3 separate regions of the Hordeum vulgare genome follow, and all the other regions are linked to region 1. A link is a contact called in public Hi-C data. All regions are on one chromosome and are shown on one strand. The core of a region is the stretch at or near the end of the contact, and the rest is flanking DNA. Distances in the headings are between cores, read along the strand shown.

Region 1 (4,939 bases), core at 1,051-3,550:
CAACACGCAATGGACGAAGTATGGTCTTACTGTTAAGGTAGGCGTTTCTATGTTCCCAAATTGCCACGGCAAAACCTATGACATAAAAATCAGTATGCTTTCTAATCCTTGATAATATCCGTTCCCTAATATGGGTATCGTTTTTCAGGTTGGGGCAACTTTGATAGCCCTTTTAATTTATTTCCAAACATCGCACCGTCTGCATTAAGATGATGGTGGCCTAATTCAATGTCTACATGGGACATCAATGCGTCGACACGTAGCGTCACCCTAATCTAATATCTACATATCACTCTATTTGATATACATGTGCGTGGTTTTATGTTTGGCGGGCAAGCGGTGTCAACGCTCACGTCGGTCACGTGGCGTGCGTTTGATTGACACACATTGTGTGTCTCTCACGCGACGTCCCCGACTATTCCCCCCTTGACATGCATGACACGCGTCCACCTTAGTACCCCCGTGACCGCTCTTCCCCTCCCTTATCTTCTCCCGCATCCTTCTTGCTCAGTCGTCTTTCTTATTCCTCTATCGCCCAAGCCATATCTTTCTCTTCTCTCTCTCTCCCTCGCCATCTTCACCCCCGATGAGCCCTACGAAGCCAACCAACGAGCCATCGCCCCTCCCTCGATTCTCTCTCTTGGTTGCATCCGCTACTGCTCTCCATGACAAGAGCACGATGCGCAAACGGAGAGCGCTAGTGTCTGCGACGGGAAGCCGCAATCAGACCCCAACGACTGATGCAACCGGTGGACCGTGGTGCCGGCAACGGTGTTGTGTCCGGCATCATGCCGTGATGGAACAACCGTGGCGTCCGAAGGAGGAAGAAAGTTGCAATTGACGATCGAAAAAGCTTCGACTAGTGAGAGCAGAAGCGGCAACCGTCGGACAATCTTGCCGCGCGCGAGCGGCCGAGGTGTGGTGTGCCCCGAGCACGACGCTGTCATGACGCCGCGACGGATCTACGAGCGATGACAACATCCGCTCCATGAGGGAGAAACCACAGGCACGGGTAAGAGTTGACTTTTTTTCTTACCTTTTTGCTTTTTTTTCCGCGGATTCTTTTTCTGCTTTTCTTTCGCAATCGGACGGTTATTCATATCCAGATCGCAGGGTCCGGCAGGCGACCGGCCTAAACCCGCGCCTGTCGACCGGCGCCGTTACTTGCAACTGACCGTTCAGTTTCGGAAGTCTACCGTTCCTTCCTCGGGTGGACTCCGGGTCTCGTTTTTTTTTTTTTTTAAGGCAAGACTCCGGGTCTCGGGTGTGAACGCTTTGCCCGTGTATCCCTCCTGTCGGAACGACAGCCGGGCCGCCGCACGCGCCGAGGCGCCCTGAGCGTCCGACACGTATGGGCCGGCACGTGCGCGGGAGGCCGCTCCCGCCCCTCCCTCCCCCGCGGGCCCCACAGCCTCCCACCGATCTCATCCAGTGCGGATGGAAACGGATATACATATCTCCTAGGGAAGCCCGGCGGATCCTCTGCGCGTCCCGCTCCCCCGCCCCCGCACCCGCACCGTCCGATGCCCATCGACCGGCCGCGGCGCCCGGCCACAGCGGTCAGGCACCGCGAGGGCCCCACAGCGGCCACCGCGCTCCCACGGATAAGATCGCGCGCGTGCTGCTGCTGCTGCTGCTGCAGCCCACGGGGGACTGCGCCACGCTTCTTCCACCTAGCCCCCTGGGTTCACAGGTAATTCGGAGACTAGACGGGCACGAAGACGTTTTCTCGTATCCTCAGGATGGAGGCTCTTTTTGTTGGATTGCGGCCGCCCGCGGCGCGATCAAAGGATGAGGGTGCAGTAACGCATGCAACCACGTCATTATCTATCTCTCTGACAGTAGCCCAAGCCGCCGATTCTCGGTCGGTGGCCAGGAAGTCACCATCCCACAGAAAATAACTCCTCACTCAAAAATAACAACATTACGGGCCCATAAAAAAAAGCACAGACAACCGGGGGGTAATAAAAGTCCGAATTGAGAACCACAAAGCCAAGAGTTTATGCCCCCACGACATGCACGCAAGGAAACCTGCCGTGGTGAACCGGTGACCGATCTCTTGTCCCGTAAGAAAGCCGGGGCGTCCTTTTGACAGGATGATGGATAACGCTGATCCATCCCTCGCGCCAGCAAAAGCCGATTATCCAAAACAAACAGCGCTGATGGTTTATCTTGAATTCTTTGGCGCCTGTTAGGTGGACGGCGTGCGGCGCGGCGCGGGACGGCGCCCGGGAACGAGAGGCCCGTGTTTATCCAGGGTGCTTAACGCGAAAAGCCCGATTATATTTAATCCGTGTACGGGCCGAGGAACAGAGGCATCGCAAAGTTCATCAGACCCTCGCTCGCCAGCTCTGGTCGAGCAAGGGCGAGAAAAATAACACTACTACTCTATCCACTCCAGACTCTAGAGAGAGAGAAAAAAGAAAGAACATAAAAGCCGCGGCTCGCCGGGCCTCCATTCCGTTAATTATAGTCGTCGTCGTCGTAGATCCCCCATCCCGGAGCACCCCGGCCCTTCCGATCCTCAAGAGCCACCGCCGCACGCCGCCCGAGGATCAATCCCGCCTCCTGCCACCGCCTCTATACTCTCTCCGCCCGCCCCCGCGTTCGTCTTTGGCAATCCGGAGTTTCCACCACTCTCTTTCTTGCTGCTTCTTAATGCTGGTCCAGGGGATGGTCGGCGGCGGCGTTTTCTGTTGTCCGGTGGCGGCGATCCGTCGACGTAGCGGGAGGAGGAGCACCTGAGGATGGCGTCGCTGCCGCCGTGTTCCCTTTGACCGAAAGGTGCCGCTCCTTTCCGGAAAGGGGGAATTTGTTTCTGCGTTTCTGGCGACTTCCTTTGCGCCGATTCCATTCCTCGCGTCGCTAAATCTCGCCGGGATTTCTTCCCTTCCTCCTTGGACTCCCGGTCGCAGATCCTTTTCCTCCCTGCCCGCTTGCCCATTCTTGCTATCTGCTTGTTCGGTCGCTCTGCAATTGTCTGCAACCTTGGGTTCGAACTTGTTGCTGCTGAGGGGCTGTGAGTTTGCTGGTGGAGGGTGGTGAGGAGGATCGCATCTGGGAGAGGATCTTGGTGGTTTGGTGGCGGACGGGATGGCCTCGAGATCCTACTCCAACCTCATGGAGCTCGCCGCCGGCGGTGACCGCGACCAGCCGACGCTGCCGTCGCTCGGGCAGCGACGGGTGCCGCGGGTGGTGACGGCGTCTGGCATTGTGCCCGGCCTCCACTGCTTCGACGACGACGCTGGCACCGCCTCGGTGGCCTCCGACCAGCCAAACCAGGCGCCGCGGGAGCGCACCATCATCGTGGCCAATCAACTTCCCATCCGCGCCACCCGCGGCGCCGACGGCGCCTGGGAGTTCTCGTGGGACGAGGACAGCCTCCTGCGGCAGCTCAAGGAGAGCATGCGCGGGCACCAGGGCCGCGTCGACATGGACTTCGTCTACATCGGCAGCCTGCGCGACGACATCCCGGCGGAGGAGCAGGAGAAGGTCGCGGCCGAGCTCTACGATCGCTTCCGCTGCGTGCCCGCGTTCCTGGCCGCCGACCTCCGCTCCCGCTTCTACCACGGCTTCTGCAAGCAGCAGCTGTGGCCACTGTTCCATTACATGCTGCCACTGTCGCCCGAGCTCGGCGGCCGCTTTGACCGCACGCTGTGGCAGGCCTACGTGTCCGTCAACAAGATCTTCGCCGACAAGATCCTGGAGGTGATCAACCCCGAGGAGGACTTCGTGTGGGTGCACGACTACCATCTCATGGTCCTGCCCACCTTCCTGCGCAAGCGCTTCAACCGGGTCAGGCTGGGCTTCTTCCTGCACAGCCCCTTCCCATCATCGGAGATCTACAAGACTCTGCCGGTCCGCGAGGAGCTGCTCCGGGCGCTGCTGAATGCCGATCTGATTGGGTTCCACACATTTGATTATGCCAGACATTTCCTATCATGCTGCAGCAGGATGCTTGGGCTCAAGTACGAGTCGCAGAGGGGATACATTGCACTGGACTATTACGGACGAACTGTCACCATCAAGATACTGCCTGTGGGGATACATTTAGTGCAGCTGCAGTCGGTGCTCAACCTCCCGGAGACTGGGCTCAAGGTCGCCGAGCTTATGAAGCAGTTCTGTGGTCGGGGCCGCATCTTGATGCTTGGCGTGGACGACATGGACATCTTCAAAGGTATCAGTCTGAAGCTTTTGGCATTTGAGCAGCTGTTGGTGCAGCATCCAGAGTGGCGAGGGAAGCTGGTGCTGGTGCAGATTGCCAATCCGGCGAGGGGGCGGGGAAAGGATGTGAAGGATGTACAGGATGAGAGCTATGCGATGGTGAGGCGCATCAATGAGGCATTTGGGCAGCCAGATTACCAGCCAGTTATACTGATCGACAGGCCACTGCACTTCTATGAGAGAATGGCATACTATGTTGTCGCTGAGTGCTGTTTGGTGACCGCAGTGAGGGATGGCATGAATCTTATACCCTATGAGTACATCATTGCTAGGCAAGGGAATGACAAGATTGACAGGATCCTGGGTCTCAGCCCTTCCACAAAGAAGAAAAGCATGCTTGTCGTGTCGGAGTTCATTGGCTGCTCACCCTCCCTGAGTGGCGCGATTCGGGTGAACCCTTGGAACATTGATTCAGTGACTGAGGCAATGGAGAAGGCCTTGTCCATATCTGACTGTGAGAAGGTGCTGAGGCACGAGAAGCATCACAAATTTGTGAGCACACATGATGTCGGATACTGGGCAAACAGCTTCCTGCAGGATCTGTTGAGGAGTTGCCAAGACCATAACAAGAGGCGCTGTTGGGGCATAGGATTTGGGCTAAGGTTCAGGGTTGTGGCCCTTGATACGAGCTTCAAGAAGCTCGCGGCTGAGCAGCTTGTCTCAGCCTACCGGAAGGCAACCACGCGTGCCATTCTCTTGGACTATGATGGTACGC
Region 2 (4,939 bases), core at 1,670-4,169, 680 kb before region 1:
GAGTCGGACGTCTGACAGGGGTCGGTCGTCCGAGGGATGTATATATATCTGGAACCACTGTGTAGTTGAACAGGGACAGGATGTCCGGAGAAAGCCGGAAGTCCGAGTTATTGGACTAAAACTTTTCTGGTGCAAGATTCCGGATTTCCGAAAGTGGTCAGACGTCCGGAGGGAGCCGGAAGTCCGAGTTATATGGCTCAAGTTTCTGTGGTGCAAAGCTCCGGATTTCCGAAGCTGGTCGGACGTCCGGGCCTCGGACGTCCGGATGGAGCCGGAAGTCCGAGTTATATGGCTCTGATTTCTCTGGTATAGGATTCCGGATTTCCGAAGCAGTCGGTCGTCCGGCCCTCGGACGTCCGGAGGAAGCCGGATGTCCGAGGCATTGGTTCTGTTTTCTGATAACAGCAGAGCAGTGGAGATGTGGTATGAGCAGAACAGTGGATATCTAGTTTGAGCAAGTTCATCACAAAACATGTGATCCCCTCTTAATAGTGCGGGATCCCTAAAGACTCAAGAATTGTAAAAGGGTATCGATGATCCATACTTGAGTGTATACTTTTATTCGCTTATCATCACTTTGCACCACTAACGTCAAAGGGACTGATACCTTTGAGTTAGCCCTTTCACTTGAGCTTGATGTTGTTGTTCCTTCTTGGCTCAATGTTGAAAGCAAGACATGATGAAGTCTTCAAGTAGCTCTCCCATACACAATGTGGAAAGCCTAGCTTATATATATTCATCTTCATTTGTCCACCATGTGAACATCCACAAGGATCAAGCATGTAGTGCTGAGGAATGCTTATCTTGATCTTGTCCTTGTTAGCACATGAGCTTGTCCTTATCAACACATGATCATTCACAATAGCTTAAAGGGGATTAGTGATTAATTATCTATATGTGTGTTGTCAGCAACACCAAAACACGATTAAGGACATGACTGCACTTTCACCAACGAACATACACTAGACCACGTGTGAGGCAAGCCATCCTCGGCATGGAGGAATACCTCTCCCCGCACTTAGGCTCGCCCTGCTAAGCACAAATCGACAAACACCTCTGGAGAAAGCGACAACCATCCTACCATCGGATCTTGCCCCTCAAGATCTCAACAGGGAGACGCCTAGGGACCGACAACTCCAAGCACTAGGCAACCTTGACCATGCCGACTGCAGCCACCTTTGAAGCCCCACACTTACCGCCAAGGACCACCATCTCACCACATTCTCGACATCCATGCATCGGTAGAGAAAGAAGGTGCCCCACCGAATGCCGGGAACCATATCGTTGTGACCGAGCACCGTCGGGCCATCGCCAGCGTCACCGAATGCCAGATCTAGGCGAAGCCCAAAGCATCGCTCCAACCACCACATGCGCTCCCCGTCACCCTGTCAAGCCACCGGCGCCGCCAACGACCAATGCATGGCGATGCAACAGTGGTCGTCGACCCCTCACAGCCTGTGTCGCGTGCTAACACCATAAGCCATATCACGACGGAGCCTAATCCATCTCCGTCAACACCACCACCACAGGCATGCCTGGGCATCATGACACCTACCGTGCCGCCGCACCACCACATCCCTCGCTAGCGCGATGTCCCGTCCCAACGACGACATGTACCAGCACCCTCACGTGAGGGGGTGAAACATCCCACCACCGGCCAGGCTTTGCCCGACCGCGCCCTCTAGTGACGGCATAGGAGGAGGGAGGGAGAGGGAACTGACAACGACTGCGGTTAGCAGTGACGGATCTAAGGCAAGCTTGAGCCCCCTCCCCCCCTCCAAAAACTTAAAAATATACTACTCCCTCCGTCACAGTTTATAAGGCATGCACGTGTACCTAGGTCGTCAATTTAATTTATATTAAATATATTGTTTAACATAAAAATTATATCATTCGAAAATAGAACATCTAAAGTTTCTAATGGTATATTTTTTTGTAATATATGCCTCTCATTAAGTTGGTCAAATTGACGACCTAGATACACGTGCCGGATTTATAAACTGAAACGGAAGGAGTAGTATTCTTCTCAGCCTCGTATAAAAAAATAACATTATTTAAACTATAAAACTAAGAGTTAGTACCTTTTTCTTCACACAATTAACATTGGACCCCCTTTCCATAATTTTCTTTCAAGATTCGTCACCGACGACGAGAGCGCTTCCGGTCGCTAACGGAAACTTACGCGGGAGTGGAATCACATGCTTTGCTATTCCTCCATTTTACAAATCCTAGGAATCAAAAGATGCCCTAAAATTCAGCGTGCAATGACGATCCACGTGTGCTATGTTTGAGATCCTGCAAACTTGGCATGTGATGGATCCGTTGTTTTATTGGTGCTACAAAAAAAGTCTCAGGAAATATGATAAAGCGACGGATGTATCTAGAAATGTTTTAGTTCTAGATACATTTATTTTTATATATTTATATGACAATTAATTTTGAATGAATGGAGTATGATAAAGCGAACTACGGATGAATAAAAACAGAATCGCACATGCTCATCACACATTGAGGGGGTGTTTCTTTCCAGGGACTTTTTGATGTAGGGACTAAAAAGGGTATTTGGGACTAAAGGAAGAAGTCCCTATGGAAGGGACTTTTTGAAACTTTTTTGGCTCTTTTCCCAACAATGCCCCTACTTTTAGCATGTCATTTAATAACTTCTAATATATTACTAGGGGTAACATGGTCTTTTTGCATGTCATTTAATGACCTCTAGTCCATGTTTAATCCTTGGAAAAAAACAGATAAGGATTAGAGACTTTTAGTTGAGACTAAAAAAAGTTCTAGGACTTTTTAAAGAAACAGAGCCTCACACAGCAGCACAGCACGTCGCGTGCCCAAATCCCTAGATTGCCCCGACTTCCCATGTCCAAACAGGACATTTCACCCGGCCGCTAACCCCTATAAATCCCCCCTCTCACCTCTGTCCACTTCGCCTACACCCAAAACCTCCCCTGTCAAGGCAGATCACGAGCTAGCTCAACTAAGCGCAGGAAATTGTAGCTGAGCGCACCGCCTCGCTCGCAAGCTCACTCCCACGCCGACCGGCAAGATGGTGAAGCCTGTGCAAGACGAGGAGAACCAGAGGCTGCTCCTCGACGACCACAAGGAGAAGCACTTCACCTCCGGCGAGGTGGTCCGGGACATCATCATCGGCGTCTCCGACGGCCTCACCGTGCCCTTCGCCCTCGCCGCCGGCCTGTCCGGCGCCAACGCGTCTTCGTCGCTCGTGCTCACCGCCGGGCTCGCCGAGGTCGCCGCCGGCGCCATCTCCATGGGGCTCGGAGGGTAAGGAAAGAGATCAAATCCTCCTTGATTTTCTGGGTATTTGTTTCCTCTAATTAATGTCGTTTGTTACCCCAGCAGTTATTGCTTTGCTGGCATGCAGCATGCATGCTGCTGGCTTTGCTGGATCTGGATGCTTAATTTGCTGGTTCCAGATTTGTTTACGCCTCCCTGCTGCTTATGCAAATGCTTAATTAACTGGCAAGAGTAATTCTATTTCTCAAACGGAGATTAGTGAGAGTAGCTTGCTGTTCTTGATGCCAAGAATGGAAAGTAGCTTAACTCTTAATAACTTGTACTCCTATATTTAAATAATTGTAGTTTGAAAAAACTAGACTATAGTTCTTACCAACTATAATTATATAGGTACATAGGGAATACTAACAAAAAAGAATGTCAGAAATACAGAGATTTGGACAGCAAGAGATGCAGGGCGCACACAGATGTTTCCTCATGAGTATCGGCTAATTTTTTTACTATAACAGTACTACTCTGTTCTACTCCCTCCATTAAAGTAGATGCTAAATTAATGAGGCGCAACAGTTTAGACGTGTATGGAAACGCCATAAACAGCTGATCCAAGAAACAAGGCGCTGGCAAAAGTTAGCATGCACTGGCTTGCATTCACAGCTCGTAACTGCACACACGGTTCACAAGGCACGACATGAGAATAGGAAACAAAAACATATTGCGATTGGAACAAGTTTAGTGTGTGCGGCCTTATAATTTCGGGCCGGGCTTCGTCGTCAGGAGGCCCTTTAAACCCAGAGGGAGTAATACTTTGCTGCATTGTTAAGTTGGATCATTTATTGTTCAGAGTCTGGACAAAATCACTTTCATAGGATTTTTGTAATGATCACGGATCCACCATCTTAACAGCGAGTACTGTTTATGTGCGAGACTGCGAGTGACCCCAAAATATACAGTACTGTTCATCCACACTAAGTGCACGTGCACACACACGTGCAAAGGAATTTGACCGGAGTACATTAGAAATACAGATTACTTTCACTCGCATGAATTAAGATATGAGAACTGTCAAATTTTCGTTGATGTGTGTATGGAATATTCTCGAAACGAATGGTAAAGTACTGTAACAAAATATTCGTTACTTCACATAGTAGTTTATAGTTTCTACTTGTTTCACAATTACAAGCACTACTTTTTTTGAGAAAATCGCAAGCACTAATTACTTTAACGGACCGAAGTGATGTATATATTTAGCCCAGCCCAAATCGGGCCAACTTCTGCTGGGCCGAACCAAACGGAATTAGTGCAGTAAAAGCCTACGGCTCCCCTGCGGCTAATGGTGCGCTCGCACTCTTGTCAGGTACCTCGCCGCTAAGAGCGACGCCGACCACTACTACCGGGAGCTGCAGCGCGAGCAGGACGAGATCGACACCGTCCCCGACACAGGTCGCACACACTCTCTTTCTCTCACGTCACACTCTCTATCGATCGATCTAGTATAAATATCTAACGGCTAAGATGTGTTTCTCTGAGCAGAGGCCGCGGAGATCGCGGACATACTCTCCGAGTACGGGCTGGGCCCCGAGGAGTACGGGCCGGTCGTCACCTCCCTCCGCAACAACCCAAAGGCCTGGCTCGAGTTCATGATGAAGTAATCCATCAGCCAAGCCCAAGCAACCCA
Region 3 (4,939 bases), core at 645-3,144, 570 kb before region 1:
CAATCCAAAAGAACCTGTAAAATAAAGTATCGTGTAGACATACCGTTTTCTGTTGCAACCATGCTAGAATTAAGGAAATCTACTTCAAGTTGACAAAACTAGTCATGTTCATATGATGCGCCTTTAAGGTCTCTTATGTTATAAAATGGGATGCTACATCAAACCGCAAAATTCTCTTTTCCCCGGCTAATGGAATGCATAGATATTGCGCTCACGATCAACACTTTCTTGCCCATCAATGATCCCAAGCCCAATCAGAAGCGTTCTCCAATTCAACCAATCGCCTTTTTCTTGTTTCCCCCGCAAGAGATTCCGGACAGAAGTGGTAGCTAGGCTAAGTAGGGCAAGAGAGAATTAAGTAAAAGTTGACGCAAAAAGAATGTGAGTCTGAAGTGTGCAACAAGTGTGATAAAGCAAGGAAGGCCAAGCGCATGCGTATACTGGATGGTGAATCGTCCCTAGCCTTTTCTTGTGACATGCATCCATCCATCAGATGAACCCATTAGCTGAAAACATGTATACATCAGACTGAGCGTCGGATGGATACTTGGATAGAGAGCATTCAGGCCTCCAAGTTGCCGGATAGATTCCGATTCATGGTGGACACCACTAATAATTGGTATATTCATGCTAGATTCGGTGTGCTTGGTCGCGCCAACGGTTTATGCAAAACGATATGCTGCTTTGCTTTGCTTTGCTTAGTAATCGGAAAGGGTGGCGCTACCATCTTTATACTGCAGTAGTATCTACGTACGAGCATAAGCGACAGGTAAGGTTCGAGATGCCTTGGTTCATTTTAAGAGCTAAAATCTCTGTTAATCTGATATGAGCTAATTTTCTCGCATCAACTGGTTTATTTTGATCGTGACGGATTGCTGCTGCATTGGCGACCTGCTGCTGATGATTTGGTCCGGTATCTTTCAGGGAGGTGTTAAGCAGGGGCTCCTTTCGCCAGGTGGGTTGTCAGAATGATGGTTAGGAAAGCTATGGCCGGCCATCCACGTATTGTTCATGCAATAGATAAGCAGCTACATATGGATGCGCACGTTGGCGTCTTCCGCTGGATCACAGGCCGCTACGATTTAATCCTTGTCAGACTTGGTATTAGGCCTGCAGTTGCCAACGGACAATTTCGTCAGAGCTTGAATGCTACTATGTCTCAATCACTGAATCTAAGAGGATCCACGGAACAGAAATGGAATCCAGATTCTGTATGGGGTTTGCCAATCCGGTTCCCATAGAAATTAATGACACCAAAGACTTCCTTGGTTCAGATTTTACGGCTGACAAGGCTTCCCACGGTTTTTCTCGCAACTTTGCTGTACTTAGCCGTTGAAGCACGGGGATCCAAGCGACAGAAAGAGTGTCTTTGCACAGAATTGCTATGATCGACCCACTTTAGCCATGCCAAAGAGATGCGCATTTTCCTTTCTAGAAGGACTGAACCTGCCCCTACTGTCTGCCTCATTCCGGCAAGTGAGCAATCATGCGTGGCCTGGATGCATATATGGTTTTGGAAGCAAGGCCCCGTAAGGCTTCGTTTGGTTAAAGGGGATTGAGGAGGTTTTGAGAAGAAGGGATTTCACGGGATTGGGTGAATTCCTTTGTTCCACTCAATCCTCTCAAATCCCCGTGACTTTGCTTCCACTAGTCCCTCAAGGAGGATTTTGAAATACATGGATAAAAAGAGATTGAAGGAAAACGGAGGGGATTGGGCTAAGCAAACCCCTCCTACCAAATGGACGCCCGAGGATCTGTAGGGTTTCTGACCCTCTCGGAGATTTTTTTCTCAAAATCTTCCCAATCCCCCTTAACCAAACTAGGCCTAAAGGTAGCAGAGTCTACCAAGCCTACGCCAACCAATCCACCCGCGAGCGCATGTGGCTAATCCTGGATCACACTCGCCTCCCTCGCCTGGCTCGTTTTATGCGTGGCGGAATCGGGGTCAGGTTCAGTGGATCTGCATTGTTCCGCCTGCGGCCCCCGGTGGAACACTCTCCTGGCCCTTCTTGTCAACAAGAACAGTAGTAGTAGATGAGGAGACCACACTGGCCGGCCTAGTTGGAATTACTTTCTCCACAAATCAAACCTAACTTCCGATGTGGCCGCCCGGATCGTGTGCTCCTGTTGTCACAGTGAGGAGCAATTATTTGTCGGAAAGAGAGAGAAGCAAGGGCCTGTGGGTGTCCTCTGAATGATGTCCAAATCTTGGCCAATGATGGATATGCATATCGCCTTTCTGAATTCTGATGAAGAGTTTTGTTGGTTAACCCCCTGCACCGCTCCAAGTCCTGACGTTTTAACGTTCTGCCCTCTCCATCGGTAGTATGTTCATAGTCATCAAACAATTTCAATGTATCTTATCATCAATAAAATTTAAGTAAGAGCTTCACATACTCAATTATCATATTGTTTTCTATGATTGCTAATACTCAAAGCATATTTTAAGAACAAACAACATCGATCAAACCCATAGAAAGAGAGGGGATTAATGTTTCGTCTCCCAACGCAATTATCATTGATAACTCTCAACAATAATGAATCATGATCAAATATATTAGACTATATATATATGCCTCGATCTTTCCCCACCACATGGGTTTGCCAACTCACAAATTAAGGTTGGAATAAGAAGTTGACTGAACATGAAAAATAAACAACATGAAAGTAAATAACATAAAAGTAAATGGATTGTCCCTTCGCAAAGGGGAGTAGAGATTCGCAAAGTAAATGGGTTGTCCCTTCCCAGAGCTCATTGTTTAAAACAGAGATGCATATATTTTGGGTTGTGTGCCTTTCCTCTCAATGTTACGACAAGGGATTTCAATATATTCCATGCAAATCTCATTATTGGTGGTTCCCATACAAAAATTAAATTTTATTCCACCTCAACCATTCAAACACTTTCCATGGCTAGCCGTATCCACGGGTGCCCTCAAAATTATCAACTTTCTAGGGGGAGTTCTTGCTTACTTTATGTTTTTATTATGCACGAGTGTGCATCCTTTTTAACATCTTCTATTATGCAATTACAAGTGAATAAACACTCATCATGAGAATAACCCGTTAGCATGGAAGATACTGACCGACTCGATCGCTCCATGAGCGGTACGAGCACCCAACACGGATGTTTATTTGAAGGTTTTGGAGGTGGCACATGCAAATTTACTTGGAATGGTAGTGAAATACCATATATAGGTAGGTATGATGGACTCTCATGGAATAAACTTGGCTCGAGGATTTGGATGGACAAGTAGTATCTCTACTTAGTATGAAGTTTTGGCTAGCAAAAGGTTCTAAACAAGCAGCACATGTTGGAGGATCCATAACAATATAACTTCTATCAAAATATACCCAAACATAACCATTATGTTGTCTTCCTTGTCCAATTTCAACAATTTGATCAAGGTTGAAAATAATTAATTGGTATTCACAATCATAGAAGATGTCCAAGATAATATGTTTGTATGTGAAAGTTTGCTTTCTTATACTAATCATTCATCGATTGCTTATAAGACCAATATTGTGACTGTCAAGCTTCAATAAATTTTACTTTATAAACAAAATGTGAAACTACTACTAAGCATAAATCACATTGATAATTTCATATTTACGATATTTCATTCATTCACAATTTACTCTTAGGATATAAGTGAATCACAAGAGTAAACATCAAACTACCCTCAAAATATATAAGTGAAGATTAATGAGTAGTTAAACAATAAAGTATCTATGTGAGCACTCTCTCTCAATAAATATTTCCATATCTGAGATTTATTTAAAATAGAAAAGAAAACAAAAGATAGACACCAAGAATAGCATATATCATGTGGACAAATAAAAACTTGGTATCAACATAGGCTAACCGATAGTTGTTAACGAAGAGAGGTGGGATGCGTGTTGGGGAACGTTGCATGGGAAACAAAAAAATTCCTACGCTCACCAAGATCAGCCTAGGATATGCACATCTACGAGAGGAGAGATTGTATATACATACCCTTATAGATCGCTAATCGGAAGCATTAAAGAACGCGGTTGATGTAGTGGTACATGTTGGGGATATTATCTGCGGCGTGACCCACCCTAGTTGGGCCGGGTCACCAAGTGGGCGACTCATCCTTTGGCGATTCAAGCTTTGGCCCGGTAGGCCCAGGAGCTGGATGACGGTTCAAGATCCACGTGGAGGATCAATTATCGGGGAGTTCTACAGTCTTAGAAAGCACGACGATTTAGAGATAGAAAGAATCATGACTTGTGTTATGGCAAGGACTCTTGTAAACCCTAAGGCCTCGACCTATATATAAAGGCGAGTCCCTGGAGAGGAGAGGACGAGTTAGAAATCATCGAGAGCTAGGTCAGGCGAGTTACGCCCTCCTTGTAATCGAAACATCATCAATACGACACAAAGCAGGACGTAGGCTTTTACCTCCTCATGAGGGGCCGAACCTGGGTAAATCTGAGTCCCGCTCCCGTTCAACCCCTTTGAGTCGCCACCAAGGTGCGATGGCTCCATCATTAAGTCCTTTCACTAGGACATATGCCGTGACAAAACCACGACAGTACGTCTTCGTGATCTAATCACTATCCGTCCCACGAACTCCCAATCGAGCGCCGAACGGACAACACCTCCCTTTTAGCACACGTACAATTCAATGACGTCCCCGCTTCCTCGATCCAGCGATTGAGGGCGGAGTAATAGATGAGTTCTCTGACAACACGACATCTTGGTGGTGGTGCTGCTGCTATCCCGGCAGGGCTACGCCTAGCGCTACCGAAACCGTGAATGGGGGAGAAACCAATATAGGAAGGGAGAGGGGCGCCAAGGGCTCCGTGTGTGCTCTTGGGGCGCCACCTACCCTCTCTATATAGTTGGAGGGGCGTGGGGAATAGCCCCTCCAAGCCCTAGGGCACAACCAAGGGGGTAGGAGGTGGAATCCTA

Evidence for each region. A called contact is a pair of places that touch in the nucleus more often than the background predicts.
Region 2: a contact with region 1 is called in a Hi-C map of seedling, with 3 times the contacts expected there. The contact joins the promoter of LOC123396705 here to the promoter of LOC123396005 in region 1. A contact is called at or near these places in 1 of 6 Hi-C or Micro-C datasets (seedling) and 1 of 1 datasets of contacts at active chromatin or transcription factors (embryo).
Region 3: a Hi-C map of seedling shows a contact between it and region 1, with 5 times the contacts expected there. The contact joins the enhancer-like site here to the promoter of LOC123396005 in region 1. A contact is called at or near these places in 1 of 6 Hi-C or Micro-C datasets (seedling) and 1 of 1 datasets of contacts at active chromatin or transcription factors (embryo).

Annotation. Positions count from the first base shown.
Region 1 is chr5H:422,837,390-422,842,328 of MorexV3_pseudomolecules_assembly, forward strand. It overlaps LOC123396005 (alpha,alpha-trehalose-phosphate synthase [UDP-forming] 6-like), which reads left to right and starts at 2,301. Exons shown (of 3, transcript XM_045091031.1): 1 at 2,301-4,939. The coding sequence starts at 3,094.
Region 2 is chr5H:422,155,338-422,160,276 of MorexV3_pseudomolecules_assembly, forward strand. It overlaps LOC123396705 (vacuolar iron transporter 2), which reads left to right and starts at 2,920. Exons shown (of 4, transcript XM_045091559.1): 1 at 2,920-3,291; 2 at 4,619-4,704; 3 at 4,795-4,909. The coding sequence starts at 3,056.
Region 3 is chr5H:422,265,112-422,270,050 of MorexV3_pseudomolecules_assembly, forward strand. No RefSeq gene overlaps it. Among protein-coding and RNA genes, the nearest start is that of LOC123396705, 110 kb to the left of the region's middle. Within about 2 kb of position 1,895, at least 2 of the 3 cell types and tissues checked have open chromatin away from gene starts, as enhancers often do. A contact at or near this core is called in seedling, where this site is marked.